Linked DNA regions of Mus musculus: region 1 is linked to region 2. A link is a contact called in public Hi-C data. All regions are on one chromosome and are shown on one strand. The core of a region is the stretch at or near the end of the contact, and the rest is flanking DNA. Distances in the headings are between cores, read along the strand shown.

Evidence for each region. Hi-C and Micro-C count contacts between places; a contact is called where the count stands out from the background.
Region 1: a contact with region 2 is called in a Hi-C map of rod photoreceptor, with 2.1 times the contacts expected there. The contact joins two enhancer-like sites. A contact is called at or near these places in 1 of 15 datasets of contacts at CTCF or cohesin (embryonic stem cells), 10 of 484 Hi-C or Micro-C datasets (embryonic stem cells, granulocyte-monocyte progenitors, muscle stem cells and 1 more) and 1 of 115 datasets of contacts at active chromatin or transcription factors (heart atrium).

What each region holds. Positions count from the first base shown.
Region 1 is chr4:151,885,273-151,888,326 of GRCm38.p6, reverse strand. No RefSeq gene overlaps it. Among named protein-coding and RNA genes, the nearest start is that of Camta1, 25 kb to the right of the region's middle. Within about 2 kb of position 1,641, at least 3 of the 459 cell types and tissues checked have an H3K27ac peak or open chromatin away from gene starts, as enhancers often do. A contact at or near this core is called in rod photoreceptor, where this site is marked.
Region 2 is chr4:151,617,474-151,620,786 of GRCm38.p6, reverse strand. All of the region lies in intron 3 of Camta1 (calmodulin binding transcription activator 1), which reads left to right. Among named protein-coding and RNA genes, the nearest start is that of Gm52712, 23 kb to the left of the region's middle. Within about 2 kb of position 1,691, at least 25 of the 459 cell types and tissues checked have an H3K27ac peak or open chromatin away from gene starts, as enhancers often do. A contact at or near this core is called in rod photoreceptor, where this site is marked.

The sequences.
Region 1 (3,054 bases), core at 392-2,891, 270 kb before region 2:
TGAGTGTGTGCTTGAGAGTTTGTGTATATATGTGTGTGTGAATGTGTGTATGAGTGTGAGTGTATATATGTGTGTATGTGTATGAGTGTGTATGTGTGTGTTTGAGAGTGTGTGTATATGTGTGTGTTAGTGTGTATGTGTGAGTGTGTGTAAATATATGTGAGTATGTGTTTATATTCGTGTGAGTGTGTGCAAGAGTGTGTGTACATGTGTGTGTATATATGTATGTGTATGAGAGTGTGTGTGTGAGTGTGTAAGTATGTGCATGAGTATGTGTGAGAGTGTGTGTGTGTGTGTGTGTGTGTGTATACAGGTGCATGTGAGGTTATACATTGAAGCCAGAGGTTAATGACAGAGTCTTGCCCTATTGTTTTGAGACAGGGTCTGTTGCTGAGTGTGTAGCTCACCAAGCTCACTGACTGGGCTTGAGTGGCTGGCCAGCAGCCCCAGGGATCTACCTGTCTCTGACTCTCCAGGACTGGATCATGGATATTCACCACAGTGTCTGGCATTTTGATCTGGGCTCTTGGGGATCGAAGTCAAGGTTTTCTCACGTGTGGAAAACCCCTGGGCAACTGAGCTGCCTACCCCTGCCTGCTTCCCCCTTATTCCTTTTCTTTTAAAAAAACATTTTTAGGAATTATTTTATTTTTGGTGTATGGGTGTTTTGCCTGCATGTGTGTCTGTGTGCATTTGTGTGCGTGGTGACCAACGAGGCTAGCAGAGGACATCAGATCCTTTGGAACTGGAGTTACAGATGTTGTGAGCTGCCACGGGTATGCTTGGAATGGAACTTGGGTCCTTGGAAGGGCGGCCACTCTCTTGACTGCTCAGCCGTCCCTCTGGTCCCTTCCCTCGATGTTCCAGAGTGTTACTTTATTTATGCATGCTGTTCTTAGATTCTTGGACTCAGATGATCCTCCTGCCTCAGTTAGGAACACAGCTCCAAACCCGCAGCTCCTGTGATGTTAAGGAGTATTTTCACCTCCCTCTGTCAGCACAAGCATTTGGACAGGGTAAGCAACTGTGAGAAACATTATCGGCCTATGAAGCTCCTTCCTGGCTGCCATTCCCCCAAGCGTAAATAAAGCGTGGGAAGGCACCCTTCCGTCCTTCCATCGCCCGCCCCTGCAGAAATGGTTAAGGTTCCAGGCGAGGGTGCTGGAGCTACTCAGGGAGCGGGGTGCAGACAGATGCCATCTGGATGGTAGTGTCTATCACTTAGATCTTGAAACTGACACTCCATAGCCCCCCCCCTAATTTACAGTGCAGTAAAACTGGCAGTAAATGTAGGTGCACTTCACCCTTGCAAGGAGGTACGTCTTTATGATTCTGACGAAGCTCACACACATTCTTGGTTTTACCCTTACACTGTCCCAGGCTCAAGCATTTAATATTTAACAATCTGTATTCTATAAATAATAGATGCACCTGTCTTCCCCACTGAAGATCAGCAGGAGATTTTATTGTTGACAGGAGTGATAATATTCTCTCACCTTCTTAACTTTTTATGTTACTGTTAATTTCCCCTTTGTGGCTGGGAGCCTAGGGAGGGGTTTGTGCCATTCTGGAGAGAAATGAGCTGTAATAATCCGATTGGAACAGAGCACCGGGGAAAGCTTGGGTAACTCTACGACCAGTGCAGTGATTTGAGGTCACAGACTTATGCCAACACTAAGCCGGGGAAGATGCATCCTGGTTTCCCAGACTAAGGGGGTGGCAAATCCTTGGCCCACGCCGTTGCCTGCTACCTACAAAGGAGACCAACAGGACTGGATTTGGCCACTGTCTCATACCTAGATTTTGGCAGAATGGGCGAAATGCAATTCAGTAAACTGTTGGAAAACAGTAAGAAACAACCCTGGGGGCAAGATGGCTCGTGTTCTAATCCTAGGACCCACACAGGGGAAGGAGGAAATGGACTCCGTTCTCCAGCCTTCACATCATACTCACCCCCATAAGTAAAATGTAATAAAAATAATAAAAAGGGAGTCAGACGAACCCTGGCTCTCAGAACTCCAATCGTACACTGTGAGCCCTACTGTCTCAGCTGACATCACTCTGCCAGTCGGCCCAAGTTCGAGGAAGGGGCAGGAACTGCAGCACACCACCACAAGTGTTTTGGTGTGTTGGTGCGTTTCTCTCTATGGAGTCCCGACAAATGCAGCTCAACCACACTATGAAAGGCGGACCAATACGTGCGCATTGTTAGCGAAGAATCCTTCATCACGCGTCCTTTCACGTGCTTGCTTTAGCAGAACGTCCTCTCTCCTGCGTCTGCTTCAGCGAAAAATCCCTTTATGTCTTTGCCCCAGCAAAACGCCATCCAACCGACTTTCCAAAGAACCCTTAAGATTCCACTTCACCCCCCAGGTCCTCCCATGTGGAGGCCAGGGGACCATCTTGGGGGTCATTACTCCAGCGTCATCCACCTTTTTAGGGACACTGCAGTCTCTTAGCCGCCTGTGTCTTCGTTCGGTGAGGCTTGCAGGCCAGTGAGCTCCGGGACCGACCTCTAGCCTCTCAGTGCTGGTTTACAAGCACTTCCCTGGCTTTCTGACTTCATTTCTATTTTATGTGTACACAGGGTTTGTCTGCACATATGTATGTGCACCCCGTGTGTGCCTGAGACACAGAGGTCAGATGAGGGTGTCAGATCCCCTGGAACTGGCGTTTCAGGAGCTTATGAGCCATCATGTGGGTGCTGGGAACCAAACCCAGGTCTTCGGGAAGAGCAGCCAGTGCTCTTAACTGCAGAGCTGTCTCTTCAGTCCTCTGTCTGGCCCTTTCAAAGATGTGGGTTTTGAGGATCAGACTCGGGTCCCCGTCTTGTGAGCCATCTTCCCAGCTTTGAGCGGAGCATCACCTTCACACGGGTCCCCTCGGTGCTCCCCCCGAAGGAGGACCTGAAGCCTCCTGAGAGGATTTGGGGAGGTGGTGAAGGACCAGAGGCAGCTCAGTGAATGCAGATGAACACTGAGAGTCTGGGAATCATTTCTCCTTGAGGCCATGAGCACCCACGGGTGGTTGTGACCTCAGGTCAGCCCAGATGTT
Region 2 (3,313 bases), core at 442-2,941:
GTGTCTTCCATGGATGTTTATATGATAGGAACATTTATATTGTCAGGTTCTTGTCCCAAGGGGCTGTGTGAGCCTGCTGGCCTAGCCACAGCCAAGTCCCGAGAGCCAGGGGGGTCTCAGAAGTCAATATCAAAATGTCTGCCAGCCTGGGTTCTCCTGAGGCCTTGCTCATGGCGTCTTCACACCGGTTTTTCATAAGGCCTGTGTTCCATGTACTTATCTTGGTGTCCCTCTGGTCTCAGTCTCTTACAAGGCAGCAGTCCTGTTGGGTCATGCTCATCTTGTGGGGGGGGGGAATCCTTTTTTTATCTCTTTGGCATCTCACCCCCTCCAATGCAGTCATAGTTGGCCACCCTGAGGCTTCAGGAAGTCAATAGATAAAAGTGGGGGAGTGTAGTAGATTCATTACAGGAGTCTCCTGCCTCACACAGAAGGGGGTCACAGGGCAGTCCCTTTCCTACATAGACCTGGGGTTAGGCTCAGGTGTCTTAGGACAGATCACTACTGTCCTGTCCCCTCGCCCCTGACTTTACATTTTACCAGTGCAGTCATGAGCCCTAGAAAGTTTCATGGTCTCTTGTACTGCATGGAAATCATTGGGGAGTCAGGTTCCAACTCCTCAGGAGCAGACAGAACACTGGCCTGAGAGCCAAGCCACAAAGGTCCCTTTATGCTGGAACTGCCTGCGTCCAGCTTGCCAGAAAGGCCTAGATGGCACCACTCGCCGCTCGAACTCTTCTGCTTCCCTCTCCCCTCTGATTCCCTCTTGATTTATTTCTGAGCCTTTCAAGGTCTCAGCTGTAAGATCTGATAGACTCGCCATCTGAGCGTACAGACCGTCCAGGCGCCGGGTTCATTTGGCTCGAAAGTTGATGTGACAGTCTGGGAACCCCCTCAGCCTTCCCCTTCTGTCTTTGCCCAGAGAGTTTGGCTCGGTCAGACAAGCATTGGTCACACCTTTGTTCTGGCCAGGCTTAAGAGTGAGCCCTATTCCCGTTCTGCAGAACATCGAACACGTGGTCACTAGATTATCTTCACGGGTGACCTGAGCTACCCATTCTTGGCTTACAACTGTGTCCCTCTAGCCTCTGCTTTCATCCATAGGTGTCTGACACCCGGGGTATCTCTGACTCAAGTGGCCTAGGTCACAGTCATGCTAGATTTGAGCCTGTGAGCTCATCTTAACACGATTACATCCGCAGAGTTGCTCCTGCCAACTAAAGCCACACTTATTAGGGGGCTGGGCCTCTAACTTGTCTTCAAGGGGAGTGAGTGCACGACACATCAAACTGGCTTAGCTTTGCTGCTGGGAAGAGGGACAGAGGCTAAGGGCTCTGCCGCATCCACCCACACAGTTTGGGGGTACTGAGTGTGGTGCACCTTGTTTGGTAGTAGACTTCACCCCACCCCCATCCCCATCCTTTATTTTGGGGTGCATCTGTGGAGGGGATGTTCTGCTGGGTGCACCCCAGAAAACTTCAGCTTGGCTGTTTTGCAGATGGGAGGCAGGCAGAGAGATTGTCTCACAGATGGAAACTTCTAACTCTTAAAAAAAAGATTTCTTAAGAGATATTGTTGCTCTTCCCTCCACATTTAGGTTTTGAAGCTGTTTGGTATCTGGATGCGCTCCCCGCTCTACTGCTTGCTTTTGGACGTAGACGATGAGACAGCTGTGCTTTTGCGCATGCGCAGCTGAGTCGTAGCTGTGGGGTGGGAACAAGTTTGTAGCCGTGTTTTTAGCACCTGTGCTCTGTCGAGCATCTTCCTGCCTCTGGAAAAAACAATGGCATTTTCTGTATCCTGCAGTGTATGTTCTAGTGTGGCGGGGAGGGGACAAGTCAGAAGGTGAGCCAGTGAACTGGTCCCCGCCAGCCACTCCAACAAAGCATCGCAGACTGGAGTGTGTGCGTGTGAACAATAGACATTGATTTCTCACAGCGCTGGGCCCGGGAAGGTCAGGACCAAGGTTCTGGCTGATTGTGTTCTTCTTGGTGAAGTCCTTCGTCATGGCTGATAGCTGCTTTTACTTTGAGTCATCACGTGGGGGAGGTGTTCTTGCTCCCTCTCTGCTGCTGCCTTAAGGCTCTCTGCCCAAAAGCAACCTGGGGAGGAAAGGGTTGATCTCAGCTTACACTTCCAGGTCGCGGCCCAGGGCAGGGCAGGAAGTCAAGCAGAAACCACGGAGGATGAATGCAGTGCTGGCTCACTCACAGATCTTGCTTAGCCAGCTTTCTTGCATAGCCCAGAGCCACCTGCCCGGGACAGTGCTGTCTGCAGTGGGAAGGGCCCTCCCCCATCAATTAATAATCAAGACTATTCTCCACAGTCATGCCCACAGGCCAGTCTGATTTAGGCAGTTGAGGATTCTCTCAGGCAACTCTAGGCTGTGCAAAGTTGATAATTATAGCTAAGCAGGGCAGAGGGGTTCCCCTCCCTCTCTCCCTCTCTCCCTCTCTGTCTTCCAGTAAAGTTACAAATCTCATCATGAGGGCTCCCTCCCTGATCTTATCTAACCATCATGACCTCCCAAAGACACCCCCCCATCTGCAACACTATCACATTAGGTGTGAAAGCTTCAACACACAAATGTAGGGAGACCCAGTTCACTCTTTACCACCCCACAAATAAATGTACACAGTAATTTTGTTCATAAAAAGCTCTGTGAAGCAGATAAAAAGACTCACAAGCAGTGTGGGGTGCGAAGAGGAGTGGGTGCTCGTCTAGGGCGGGCCCCTGAGGAAGAAGAATCTTGAGTTCAGCTGGGAAGGAGGATATGAAGGTTGGTTTGTGGAGGACCAGGAAAGCATCCTTATAGGAGAAGCAAATGGAAAGTGTGTGTGTGTGTGTGTGTGTGTGTGTGTGTGTGTGTGTTATGGGGGGTGGGGAGAAAGAAAGGAGAAGAAAGGGATGCCATGCCTTGGGGCAGAAACCCAGAGATCATAGGAATGGCGCCAGGTGCCGATAGAGGCATCAGAAGCCCCATCTAGGTATAGTAGAAAGGTGTGTGTATGTGTGTGCTGGCTGATTTTGTGTGTCAACCTCACACAAACTGGAGTTATCACAGAGAAAGGAGCCTCCCTTGAGGAAATGCCTCTATGAGATCCAGCTGCAAGGCATTTTCTCAATTAGTGATCAAGGGTGGGAGGTCCCCTTGTGGGTGGTGCCATCCCTGGGCTGGTAGTTTTGGGTTCTATAAGAAAGCAAGTGGAGCAAGCCCAGGGAAGCAAGCCAGTAAGTAACATCCCTCCATGGCCTCTGCATCAGCTCCTGCTTCCTGACCTGCTTGAGTTCCAGTCCTGACTTCCTTGGTGAT